2 separate regions of the Rattus norvegicus genome follow, and region 1 is linked to region 2. A link is a contact called in public Hi-C data. All regions are on one chromosome and are shown on one strand. Each heading gives the region's core, a stretch centred on a gene start, on an enhancer-like site or on the middle of the called end of the contact. The rest is flanking DNA. Distances are from core to core; before and after follow the strand shown.

Evidence for each region. A called contact is a pair of places that touch in the nucleus more often than the background predicts.
Region 1: a contact with region 2 is called in a Hi-C map of frontal cortex, with 3 times the contacts expected there. The contact joins the enhancer-like site here to the promoter of Xylt1 in region 2. A contact is called at or near these places in 1 of 12 Hi-C or Micro-C datasets (frontal cortex) and 1 of 1 datasets of contacts at active chromatin or transcription factors (oligodendrocytes).

What each region holds. Positions count from the first base shown.
Region 1 is chr1:181,289,484-181,296,070 of GRCr8, forward strand. Xylt1 (xylosyltransferase 1) reads left to right here. Exons shown (of 12, transcript NM_022295.2): 5 at 1,330-1,532. Among named protein-coding and RNA genes, the nearest start is that of Xylt1, 210 kb to the left of the region's middle. Within about 2 kb of position 3,333, at least 6 of the 93 cell types and tissues checked have an H3K27ac peak or open chromatin away from gene starts, as enhancers often do.
Region 2 is chr1:181,076,031-181,083,109 of GRCr8, forward strand. Xylt1 (xylosyltransferase 1) reads left to right here and starts at 2,192. Exons shown (of 12, transcript NM_022295.2): 1 at 2,192-2,547. The coding sequence starts at 2,200.

The sequences.
Region 1 (6,587 bases), core at 2,083-4,582, 210 kb after region 2:
GAGTGTGTGTGTGTGTGTGTCTGTGTGTGTGTGTGTGTGTATGTGAGTGTGTGTGTGCGTGTGTGTTTAGCTGTGGCGCTCAGCTTTCCCTATAGAAGAGCTTGGTTGTTTGCCTTTTTAATCTTCTTCAACACATGATAATTACCCATATTTATTGATTAAAATCTGATATGTTGCTGTATGTATACACAGTGAGCCCGTCGGTTCAGAAAATTAGCATATCCATAGCCTTAAATTCTTTTCATTTCTTTGTGCTCAGATCATTCCAGATCCTCCCATGGGCTTTTTTCACCAAGTTCTACATTACTGGTAGTGTTTGTCTTCCTCCTACATAACACAGATACACACACACACACACACACACACACACACACACACACGAATTTCCTCTCAAAAATCTAACTGTGCTGTGTTTTTTTAAACCTCCTCCTCTCCCTGTGTTTTTTACACTCCCTCTCCAGTGTTTAGTGCACACTGCCTGCCCTCACAGATCTGTAAAGCCAGATATCCTAGGAGTGAGTGCACTTTTTCTAGAGAAGTCCAGGTAGTTGAAATATCCTTTTAGACCATATGCTAATCAGTTCTTCCCTTGCCTGACTGCAGCCACAGAAAACTGTCCATCAGTGGGCGTGCCTGTATGCCAATGAAACCTTATTACCAAAACCCACACTTGGCTTGCTGACCCAGGAGTCATCTTTTCCTAGAAGTTTCTGTTAATCTGTAGATGTCACAAGATATGTGCATGCCTAGACGCCTAGAGTGCCTAAGGTGGAGGTGTGAAGGTTGCTCTGAGGTCAAGTTCAGCCCCTTTCTTCTCAGAAAAGCACAGAATGTTCACCTACCAAATGCGAGGCCCAGTACCTTTAACACTAAATGAATCCAAAGAGGGAAAGGGGCTATTTTTATCCCCAAGATGTGTTTCTAGTCATTCTGTGAAACAGTAAGGGAAGAAAAGTGGTCCTGAACGACAGAACATCGAAACCCCGCCTCCTACCCACAAAGAGTCATCAAATTTAGATAGGCCCATGTTCTTGAGCTTGGTACCTTGAGATAACATGCAGCAGTCATCCGTTACCACGTAATGTTCTAGGTCCATCACCTCAAGCCCACTGGTTGACTAACTCTGCAGTGGGCTTAGGGAATAGGAACTTCAGTAGCCAGTGGTTGAATATTGGTATAGAAAGACGCTGCAGGTCAGCATGGCAACAGCCAGTTCCACTGTGATCAGACACATCAACCACAAGGGAGAGAGGTGGTTGGGATGTCTAGAGGCTGATGTCCTTTGAGCTGTTTACTGACCTCTTTTCTCCTTTTCTCTCCTTGGAAAAGCGTTCCAATTACCTGCATCGGCAAGTGCTCCAGTTCTCCAGGCAGTACGACAACGTCCGAGTCACTTCCTGGAGGATGGCCACCATTTGGGGCGGAGCCAGCCTCCTGTCCACTTACCTGCAGAGCATGCGGGATCTACTGGAGATGACTGACTGGCCCTGGGACTTCTTCATCAACCTCAGTGCTGCTGACTACCCCATCAGGTGAGGCAGTCACCCGCTCCAAGGCAGTCAGTTCCTGCTTCCCTCCCTCTTCCTGTAAAAACAGTGAGGAAACAGAAAAGCACAGGCAGCCGGCTTCCTTCCTGTCCAGTGGAGCATCCTGCCTCCTAGGATGTGCTGTGTTTTCTGTATGAGATCAGCCAGCATTGCATTCAGAAAGCGGAGGGCAGAAGTAGGAGCACATTGTATTCCTAATGAAAAGGGCCAGGAGAAGCCTTATGAATAATAGAAGAAGATGAAGTAGAGGATGCTGCCTTGGAAAGTGTTCCAAGGCAGAGGAGAGCTGGACAAGCCCTGAGGAGGGAACATACCTGGTGTGAGCAAGAGATGGTGGGCTTGGAAGTGCTGTAACAGATAGTGAGGGATGGAGTAATAAGACGCAAGGTCTGAGAGTAGTCCTAGGATATGTCATGGCACTGGTACTCCAAGCCAGATGTATGTTTTATGCAGAGGAAGGACAGATCTGACCTTGATGTTGAACTCAAAGGAGTCTACTAGAAAGGCAGTTGCTTATAACAGTCCAGCCAAGGTCACATATAGGAAGTGAGAAAGACCCTAGACCCCTCTAGAGCAAGATGTGTTGGCAATCAAGGATGGAGCAAGAACATTCTAGACCAAGCTTTGTAAGCTGTGAGCTATTGACATTTCTGCTGGCTAACTCTTTACTATGGGGCTTCCCCTTGACTATATCTTGGGTCTTTACCCACAAGCTCCTAATAGCATGTTCTGCCCACTTATATCCTTCTCACATAATATCCGAAGATATTGTCAAATGTCCCATGGGGGCCCAGATCACCTGCAGTTGAGAGTCACCACTTCTTTATATGAAAAAATATAATGGGCAAAATTATTAATTAAAAAATGAACATATTGCATCTGAGAAATCTAAAACTGGATGGAGTTTAGTGAGCAACAGCTTGAGGAAAGGTGACTCTATCTAGGCAAGAATAGAGTAAGGGGTTGTCTTCCAATAAAGGACTGAATTCATAAATTCCTCCAAAATGCTGTGTATAGCAAGTGCTGTGGGGGGAGGGGGGAATTCCTTGATCCTTTGTCCGGAACCCAGTAGTTAGGTGGCCAAACTGAAGTCCACTGTCATATAGTGAAGACATGACAAAGCAACGACTAGAACCATTTCCAAAGCAGATGTTCCTTCTGCTTGAAATTTACCTCTTGGAAAAATCAGGAGACTGGGCTATCTGTATAGTTGCAAGCTGCCTAGAAAATGCTGGAGAATGCAGGCCAGGTAGGCATACCCACAACTGCTGCCCCCTAGTTATGCTTTTCTGCATTGATTGTAGTCCCAACCGTGGTCACTTACCCAGAAGGATCAGGGTCCTAGAGGATGAAGGCTCAGACTCTCACCAGATTGCTGAGCATGGAAATCTAACATCAGTTAACCAAAGGAGCAGCAGACTTACAGGGACATAAATCCATCCATGTGACCCCAACAGGCAATAACAGACTCTAGCAGAGCACTAAGGATTCACAACGTACTTGGTGCACATCAACTACTGTCATCTAAGCTGCAACCGAGGTTGCGTTTTATCTTTGCAAGGGCCCCAGCTATCTTTCTCAGACCATGCGCTGAAGGTGTGCTCTTCATGGCTCCTTCAGCTTTATAACTCGGTGTTTGTCTCTGTGCCTGGCTTGCTCTTCCTCTGTCTCCCAGGTAATTGTCAGAGTGCCACCCACTGCCTCAGCTCTTCTGTGCACCCTGTCCTGTCAGCCTCATGGCTAGCGGCACCTCATGCTCCAGGCCCTGCTGTTTCCTCTTGCTGTTGTTTCTATGAAGTCGCCCCACACAAAAACATATGGATTTTGCAGATGAATGGTTTCATCCTGGGCAACTCTGATAGGTTTCACGTACCATCTGCTCTTCCATCTGTAGCTTCTAAAACGACTCCTTCCATCCCGGGAAGAATAAGAAAGTTAAGAGCATTCTCAAAGTAGGGTGGAAGTGCCCACTTTAGACATTTCCAAGAGGCTTTGGGAGCTTGGGGAGACTTCATGGACATAAACATCCTGAGGAATCCACTCTGAGCCCTCCCCCACCCCACCACCAGCATTACTGGGAGTGCAGACTCTCTTCTTAGATAACAAAGACTCGCTGGCTTACAAAGCCATAGACATATTAGCTCCTGGACACAGGTAGCCCTGTGAGTTGGTGCATACTACTTCAATTGTGTACACCTCAATTTTCTACCTTAAAATTGAGCACGATAGCAGTGCTTCTTGTAAGAAGCTATAGGAGGAGGAAAATGAAAAATGGTCCCACAGAGGCATCACACAGAGCCTGATGCATAGCAAGTGCTGAGTAAATGCAGGCTGGTCACAGCGCTGGTCACAGCAGTGGGGTGATGTGTGCTTCACAGGCAGGACTTCACACTCCCCCTCCCTTCAAAATATTTCCCCTTTCCCTTTGATGGAGTGAAAAGCCAAGTGATTATTTCTTGACTCTCTTCCCTTCCCAAGGTGTGAAAAGCAGAGTGAGTCTGTGAACAGCGTTTCAAGAGAAAACAAGACATAATTTGTGTGTAAAGGAGATTCATGTGTGCGGGTAATAGACAAGCTAAGATTCTTTGCCTTCCTACCCTGCTGTTGATGTGGTACTGCCCTGTGAAGACTCTGGTTGAAACTAGTTAAATGCCCACTACATAGTTAGACATGAATGTTCCCAAGTTCTACTTCCCACCAAAAGGCATACTAACTGCATTTTTCATGTCTACCTAACAAGGAATTAAATCATACCCAGCATCCTTTTAACTGGCCACAGGTATGTAGTGATGAGGCCATGAATATTTCTCCTATACAGAGACATCCATCATTAGGACTTTTGCTTTAGCAAAAAGTAGAGAGATAAATATGTTCACAGCCCCTCTCAGGGTTTGTATACTGTCTATGGGATGTGTGTGTGTGTGTGTGTGTGTGTGTGTGTGTGTGTGTGTGTGTAACAGAAGCTGTAGCCTAAGGCAAACAGTGTTGGCACATTTCAAGCCAACAGGATCTGCCTTTTCTGCCACTCAGGGACACAGTGCCATAAAAGCATAACACCTGGGACCCACTGTGTAGACACATAAGTTATGTTAACCACAGACTCAAACCTGTGTCTTGAAAGAGTGCCAGTGTTAGGGACCATACATTTGAATAAACTAGAAAGTGCCAGTAGATGAGACAGGAAGCAGGTAGTCAAGCCTTTCTACAATCTCCCCAAACCAGGTTTATATGAGACCTAACATGGAAACATTCCCACATACCTAGTAAGTTCCAGAACCTCTGTGGGGACTGTAACACATATTTTGATTCTCATCCTATAAAAGAAAGGTGTATAAGAAACCAGTAGCTTTACTGGAAGTCAAAGCCTTGTGAAGAACAGTGGTTTAACAGGCCTACAGTGAGTCAAAGATTTGCCAAGACCTGAAGCAGAGCTGAGGTGCCTGAGGCACCCAGAGTCTGTGCTCAGTCACTCCTATGCCATCATCCCTTCTATCCTTCATTGGCTCTTGGGGATGGAAGAAGTCATGTGACTGACACCAAGTGGTAGCCACAAACATGAGTGCACAGTGCTTTGCAGGTGCCAACCTTCCAATGATGCTGTGGGCAAGGTGTATTTCCAGTGAAATTCTTGCTTGCCCCTGATTCTCTGCTGAATAGGAGAGCTCTCTCCAGCAGTTCTGGTTGCCTGGGGCAGATTCAGAGTTATAAATAGAAATCAGAGACTTGGGCTTGAAATCCAGGCTTCCTTTATCTTCTTCCTCGTTGTCTTACTGCTCAACAACCTCTTGTGACAGCAGTTCAGGGGTGTCTTGGGGAAGGAAGAATTCAAGCCAGCCTGGTGAGGCCAGTGGAGAGAACCTTTATACCCATGAACGAATTGAGCAGATGGGCCTCCTTCTAACAAACACAGTGGCTTCATAGGTCTACTGTCAATTGAAGCCTTGATAAGACCACGTCAAGGTCTTGTGATCTGCTTTGAGTGGATCTGTAGGTCAAACAGAGAATCCAGCAGAACAGGGCTTCGTGTTCACTTGTTAATCTGTAGGTACCTTGGTGTCCACACTGGGAAACTTTAGGGAAAGAGCTCTTATGTCCATCTGGAGATATAGTGCTGGTAGCTATGGGAAAAGAGATGAAAAGGCCCACACGGAGGTGGGAAGACCATGGAGAAAGCCAGTGCTTCTGATGCTCCAGAACCATGTCAACAGAACTGCTCTCAACCTCCAGGCAGAGGCAAGCATCCAGAAGATAGCCATAAGAGCTTCCAGAATCCATGCAGCCATTTAGCCTCTCAGTTAATATAGCCAGGCAGCCACCTTCTGCTTGGGGAACTAGAGCCCCGCACCTGTGCAGGCAGCCTCCTTCAGGAGACTCTCAGAGCATTTCAGTGCCTGGACAAGAATTTGGCAGAGCAGGTTCACGAGAGTTGCCTGTGAGCCAGAGAAGTCATAGCCTATAGTTTGGAGCAGAATGGGGGTTGGATAGATATGTCTTCTCTTAATTTCCTCATCTGTCTTATAATTGTGATGAAGTATGTATAAGTTGAAACTTAACTATCTCTGCCATGAGGATGCAGATGAGTGGCACTGAGTGTGTTCATGTTGGGCTATCATCGTACCCCAAGGACTGTCTTGACCTAGTAACCCCATCACCCACCACCGCCAGGTCTAGTCCTTGGCAACCACGACTGATCCATCTCTATGTGTTTGCTAACTCTGTAGACCCTGTGTGAGTAGGATCATGCAATGCTTGGCTTCTAAATGTCTTATTTCACTTAGTAGAATGTTCTCAAGGTTCAGCTGTGTGTGGTTGTGCCATAACGGCCATCCTTTTAAAAGCTGAACAATGTTTTCTGTATGATTGCATATGGAATGAGTCTAACTTGCAGCTGTTTTGAATAATGTTGTCATCGGCATTGATGTAGAGTTATCTCCTCAGGACCCTGTCTCTGTTTCTTAACTGAGTTTGTATATTGCTAAATTTCAACCTTGGTCTTTTTGAGTAGCAACTGTAATGTTGTCCCTAATGGCTGCATCATTT
Region 2 (7,079 bases), core at 942-3,441:
TCTAAGAGAATCCGGGACTGCAGATGAACTAAAGCCCCAGCTAGTCCCAATCACAGAATCCTCCTGTGCTGTTCCAGTGTGAACAGACCCTTTGGGAGAAAGGAAGAGAAAATTCTGTAGTGGTTGTGCTGGGTTGCTGGATCAAGCCACGCCTGGAGTCGGTTCTCTGCAATAACGGTGATCCAGCAAGGCTTAGTTTTAAATCGTTGGACCAGATGTTTGTATTGCATGAACTACAAATATTCCCAACTGATATATGCAGATAAGCGGAGACTGGCGAGCCAGGGAGCTGCCTCTCCTCTGCAGTCTCACTCTTGATGAAGTGGGAAAGCCTCTGTGCCTGTGCAGAGCTGGAGGGGGCTCTGCAGTGGACTTTAGACTGTCAGGGCAGCAGGGTAATTGAGGACACAGCTATCCCAGTAGCACTCCCATGAACCCATGGCTCCTTTGCAAATTTCTGTAGGGATACTGATCGTGCTTTCTTCTGAGAGTCCATAACTCCCTACATCTGGCTCCTCTAGCTTTCAAGCTCACTGTAGGTAAGAGGCATCCTTTGTCACCTTGGGATTCTTGTACCTGATCCCACCTCTGACCCATCAGTGCTCTAGTACGCTGGTGCAGTGGATGGAAAAGTTCATTTCCTGCCACTGTTTGCTGAGTTCTCTGACAGATTCCCTACACATCCACCCACTTCCCTTAAAAAATCAGGGTGATGTTTAAAAGGGCAGGAGACAAAAGACCAAGAATTCGATGTAGATCCCCAACTCACTGACATAGGTAGGTAGGCATCAGTCCCAGTCATGTGCAGACATTCAGAGATGCTGTGTATCAAAAGGGGAAGGCTATAAGACTGAGTCAGAGAGGGCTGAATGAGTTTGAGCTCAAAAAGATCATTCCTTCCAGACTCTCACTCACAGGAGACAGAGCACAGACCAAGGTCGGGGATTGGGGACGGGGTGGGGGAGGGCAATCCTGATGGCTCAAGGTCACCAATCAGTCCAAGAAAATGCTTCTCCTTTAAAGCAAGGTTGGGCTCACGCAGCTCTGAGTCTAGTGCACATAGCGAGTCAGACATCAGGATGGCTGGATGGAAAGAAGGGCGTTAAGGGAGGCTCTGCGGCTTGGAGAGCGCCTTCAGTTTGTGGCCAGGGAGGGTTGGGAAACTTCTTTAGCCACCCAAGCCATCCACTTGCCAACTGGATTTGGAGGATGTTGGATTGTGAGTCCTTGGGGACCAGAGAAGTGAGTCAGTGAGCCCTGAATCTTTGGTTGGCCCTGGAGTGGGGGGTGACTCAGAAGTCACAGTGCTTGTGCTGATTAACCTCGGAGAGTCATTGAGAACCTTCTCCCATCGTTTCAGTCAGTGATCCAGGAATCCCGGGCTGCACAAGAGCCAGGACCTGTGACACTCCTACGTTTTCTCCCATCTCCACCTGCCAAGGTTTTCTCAGTGCAGCCAAAGATCCCGGGACAGAAAACTCCGCGCCTCCTTCAACTCCGCCTCCAGTTTTCTGCCACTTGGAACACAGGGTCTCGGGACCCTTCTTTCCCTTTTCCTGACCAACGCAAGCTGAACTGCCTTGTTGACTTGTCTATCCTTCACTTTCCCTCTCTCTACGCCTTGTACCGGCCTTTTCACACCCCTACCTTGCTCCCACGCCTGTTCTGGGGGGTGTCTGTCTGCTTCCTTCGCCCCCACCCCCTCCCTCACCTTCTCCTCCCCACGCTGCCCTCGGCTCCTCCTCCAGGCCCCGCCCTCTACTCAAGGCCAGCGTCCCTGGTGGCCCCTTCCCCAGTCTTGGTACCCGCAACGCCTGCCCTAGAACCCTGGGGAGTGGGTTGGGGACCCTGGCCCAGGGAGAAGGGAATCGCGCGGGGCCAGCTCCCTCCCCGAGCCTTGTCCCTGCGTGCGCGCGCCGCGCCCCCTCCGCGGCCTCCCCGCGCCCGCCTCCCGCCTTCCCCTCCTCCTGGTGACGTCCGGGTCCCTGCCCGTCTGAAAACTCCGCGCCGCGGCGGTGGAGGCGGCGGCGGCGGCGGCGGCAGAGGAGGAAAGGGAGGAGGAGGTGGTGGAGGAGAGGAGCAGGAGGAGGAGCAGCGGCGAGCCGGGGCGACGACGGCGGGGCCCGAGCGCGGAGCCCCCGGGATAGAGCGCGCACCGGGGTGTCCCGGCACCCCGCTCGCCCCGGGCCGCCGCGGAAGATGGTGGCGGCGCCGTGCGCTCGGAGGCTGGCGCGGCGCTCGCACTCGGCGCTGCTGGCGGCGCTCATGGTGCTGCTGCTGCAGACGCTGGTGGTGTGGAATTTCAGCAGCCTGGACTCCGGGGCTGGAGAGCAGCGGCGCGCGGGGGCAGCGGCGGGAGCAGCGGAGCAGCAGCAGCAGCAGCCCGCGGCCCCGCGCCGGGAGCGCAGGGACCTGGCTGCCCATCTGCCCGCAGCCCGCGGAGGACCTGGAGGCCGAGCCGGCGGAGGAGGAGCACGGGGAGGCGGCCCCGGAGGAGCCCGCGCACAGCAGCCTGCCAGCCGCGGGGCACTAGCCGCCCGGGCGAGGGTAAGGTGCCCTTTGGGAAGGGGATCGCGAGCCGCGCGGACAGAGATACAGATGGGCGAACCTACCCACGCCTCCCATTGGTCTTGGCCACCCAAGTCCCGATTTCCGAAGGGACTCTGCTTCCTGACTGCCTCTGGCTGCCTCTGGCTGCCCTGGTTACCCTGGGCAGCTGCAGGGTCGTGCACTGAGCTGCGCTGCTCTGTGCGGAGTCTGAGGACCGCCCCCTTGGGGTCTGGAAAGTGAGCTCCAGAAGAGACTTGCTTTCTAGGGGGTCCTGTTCCCTATCACTCTTTCTGGGCTTCCTACTTGCTCTCTGGGTGGGGGCGTTGATGTCTCACTCCCCACTCGAGTGCGTGCATTGGATCGTGACCGGATCCTCAGCCGCTGCTCAAGGGTAGTTCTCCACGCAGCCTCTTTGGTCTGAGCTGTTTGCTTTGGACTGAGAAGAGACCCGGAATGAGTGTGTCAAGTCCTCCACCATATCCCTGGTGCCCAAATCAACACTGGGTCCTGCGTGCCTGATCTGACTTTGGGTCCTGTTTTCCCCGCTGGGTGTCTGCTTCTTCCAGTGCCCAACTTCCTTAGTCCCTAACCTTGCCATCTCTTGCCCTCCCTGACTTCGCCTCCTCCAGGACTTGCAGCTTCAGAGTACTGCCCCTTGGTCCCATCTGGCTGTATCTGACTTGACATGGGTGGCCAGTTACACTTACTGTCTGGCTGACTGGCCACACTATCACCACACCTCCCAGTGTGCTTTGCTTTTCTTGATGTGCATAGTCAGGGCTCTTAAACTGTCTTCCACAGTTCTACTAGTACCATCTGGTTGGCTAGGTGGAGCACCAGCTTTTCTTCCTCCTCTATCCCCAACTTCCTTCGGGACATCGGTTTCACCTTTTTCTGAGCTGGGGGGTGGGGGGAGGGGCGGAGGTCTGAGTCCCTAACTACTGTACAGGGTCTGTGCTCTGCATGGGAATAGTGTCTGTCTGTCTTTGGGCTGATGTGATATGCCACGTGACTCTGTTCATCATGCTGGTTCTCCGCAGAGAACTGCCCAGCATCTGAAGGACAGTAGCCGCCAGGGGAGTGTTTCTAGGATCTGTAGGGAGGGAACAGTCCTTGTTATTGCTTGTCACTCCTCAGCTCTTGCTGAACACTGCCTAGACACAGTTACACAGCCAGCCGGGTCAGAAGTGCTTTCTGACGTGCTTAAGTTCTTCGGGACTGTCTTGACCCTTGATGCCCGAGCGCAGCTCTTTGTGTTTGTGAGCTGAAGCAGTCTCAGGACTTGATCTGACAGAGCATTTGGCTGTTCTGTAGCTACCAGGGAGAAGTCTTGCCCTCAGCCGAGGTGAGACTTGTGGATGAGGACCTGAGAATTCTCAATGTCTCCAAGCCTTTTTTACAGCCAAGGGGACCCAGGCACTCACTGCATTTGAACTCCCGGAGTTGATCATGTGTTCCAACTGAAAAAAAAATGCTATTACATGTTTTTTTCTGAAATTGGAGACCTACTGGGAGGTGGGAGGAACTAAGAGCATGTAGTGTTGGCTCAGTGTGGAAACAGACAGGGTGGGGATGGGACCAGGGGATTCGCTGTACCTTTTGCAAACGGGCTTCAGGAGGTACCTTCAGGGTACATAGACCACCTGTTGAGATTAGGGCGAAGGGAGGGAAAGAAACCAACTGCTGATTTCTCTATAACTCCCCGATGTTCTGAGCAGTGATGCACAACCCCTCCATGTGTGTTCACCTAGGAGTCATCTCTCATGCCCTAGCCCAGTCACATTGGGTCTGGAATGGGGAAGGTGGGTGGCAGGGTGCCACTTCCCCTTTAAAACGTGTTTTTAGATCCCCAGTCCTAGCAGTGGAGCTTGTCTGCAGATTTACTTTTATCCGTGCATTCGGGAATGTCCTCCCACCCGCATCCTCCAGTGTCTCCATTTCTTTAGCTTCTCATGTAGGCATATATACATTTCATTCTGTTTTCTTTCACTTTCCCATTCCTGGTAGTTCTCAACTGTCCAGTCTAATTGCTGCTCCTGGACTTTTTGTCCTATGCACGTCACTCTCACTCTCCTCTCGTCGTCCTCCTTTCTCACATCCATCCCCAGGAGCTGCAGTGTGCTAGCTGGCTAGAACTAGGGGTCTGCTTGTCCTCCTCAAGGTGTGCCCACCCCAACCCCTGCCCTTTCGTGGAGCTCAAGGAGACCAGAAGGGGGCAGGCTGTTCCCAAAGTCCTTCAGAGCTGGAGCTTGGGATACAGGCAGAGAGAGCCACAGACTGCTAAGGACCACGGTGGCCCTTGAAACATGCCATTCATTTCTGGACTCTGCCTGGGCTTACTGCATGCACAATGCTGCAGAGGGATTCAGGCTGGCATTCAGAAGTGGCACACACACACACTTGTGCACACACATGCATGTTTACCCCCCACCCCCCCCCACACACACATGCTTCCTGTGATTTTTTCCAGATGACTTCTGCAAATACCATGGAAGTGTATGCTTGGTCAGTGGTGTTTGTCTCTGTGTCATGCTTTGTGTCAGGCTGGGGTAGGGTAGGGTGAACAACCATGGCTTGGGTGAGTGTGTGGCAAAGGGTGTCGAGCAGCCATTATGACTAGAGTATCTCCTAATGCAGACCTATCTGCTTCTCCTGGTAGCTTTCTCCCTCTCCCAACTTCTGAACTATGATCACGCCTTTTATGTTTGGAGAGCAGCATCTAGGTACAGAGACTGTACCTGTGACTGGGCACTGGAGGCACTTACTTAAGAGAGGAAGGAGCACTCAGGTTTGTACGCAGGCAGGGCCAGAGGGTGTGTTCGAGGATGGTGGTGAGATGAGCATCCCTGCGCAGGTTTGCTAGTATCTATCTCCCTTTCCTCTCAGCATCCCTGAGCTTTCATGTGTTAGTTTGATGCAGATTACAGCTGAGTTCTGTAGCGGGGCGTTTTCTCTGGGCCTCAGTAAGAAACGAACTTCACTGTAGTCTCGGAATATAAAACAGAGAGCACTGAGCTGTAGATGAGGGAAAGTAGTCAGGGGTGAGGGGACTGTCAGAAAGATCAGCCAGCAGAAGTTCTTTAATAGACTTGGGAGGAAATGAAAGTTATGCCCGTGGATGTCATACCCATATTTTCCTCTCTCTTGCTAAAATCCCGTAGTCCCACCATTTGTCACTTGTGTCCTGAGATACACTGTCACTCAAGGTACTTAGGAAGATTCCTTTAAGGAATCTAGTTTTTCAGTGTCCTTGCCCGCTGCGGCTGCAGGCTTACACTAGAAGGCTGGTTTTGGATGGTCTGGCCCCTTTGAAATGCTGATGTTTTTCTGCAGAGATCCCTCATTCTTCACATTACTCAGATAACTCTTGCAGACATTAGCAGTGACTTTGGACGAAGGTTCCAGTGGCGTTGGAGGCAAAGCTTTCCTTTCCGTCTAAATGTTTGCAGAGAGAACAGAGAGTGTTTTGATGGCCGGTTTGTCTCCTCCACACTTCCAGTGAAACATTTTGTCTGAGCAAAGCATGACACTTTGTATGCAGAAGTGTGCATCCTTGAGCGATATTTATCTTGCTGCAGATATAATGCCGTCTGCTTTACCACACACTGGAAATGCTAAATAAAATAGATAAGTAGTAGTCATCTAATTTAATAATAAGATAATAAATACAGGCCAGATGTTCATTATCTGAAATACTTTGAATGGGGGAGTGTTTCAAAATTTGGATTTCGAAAGATACTTTGGGATATTAGCATGTAAATAAAAAGATGGGATGGGACCCAAGATTAAGCACACAAAGTAATTAAACAAAATTATTATTTTCTTTCCTTCTCTCTCTCCTTTCTCTCTCTCTCATTTTTTCTTTCCTCCTGTTTCTCTTCCTCCTGGTCCCCTTTTTTTCTTGTCTTGCTGTGTAACTCAGACTAATGTCTAAATCATGATGCTTCTGAGATTACAGCTATGTGCACCCACACCTGGCTTGAACAATTCATTTGTATGCTATATACATATCTTATATACATGGCCTAAAGGTAATTTTGTACATGATTTGTGCCTGCATTTTAACTGTGACCTGTCATATGAAGCAGGTTTAGAATTTCCACTCCTCATGTCATGCCTATGCTTGGAAAATTTGCGTTTCAGAGCATTTAACAGGTAGGACATTTCATGGGTATGCATGTATGCATGTAGTCACTTTCCTATTCTCTCTAGGCTATTAGCTCATTTAAAAAATCCTTTAAAAGCTTGGATGGTGAGTCGCTTGCTAATTTTTAAACAGGAGGCCAACTGAGGCTTAAAATTCTTATTTTCTGGGGATTGTTTGACTTTGATCCATGTACTTGACAGGAAAAAAAATAATGATTTAAGTTAGCATAGAAAGTTGATATCTGTGTGTGTGTGTGTGTGTGTGTGTGTGTGTGTGTGTGTCTGACTTACAATGCAAACTATTCTTTTTTTTCTCCATCTTTATTAACTTGGGTATTTCTTATTTACATTTCGATTGTTATTCCCTTTCCTGGTTTCCAGGC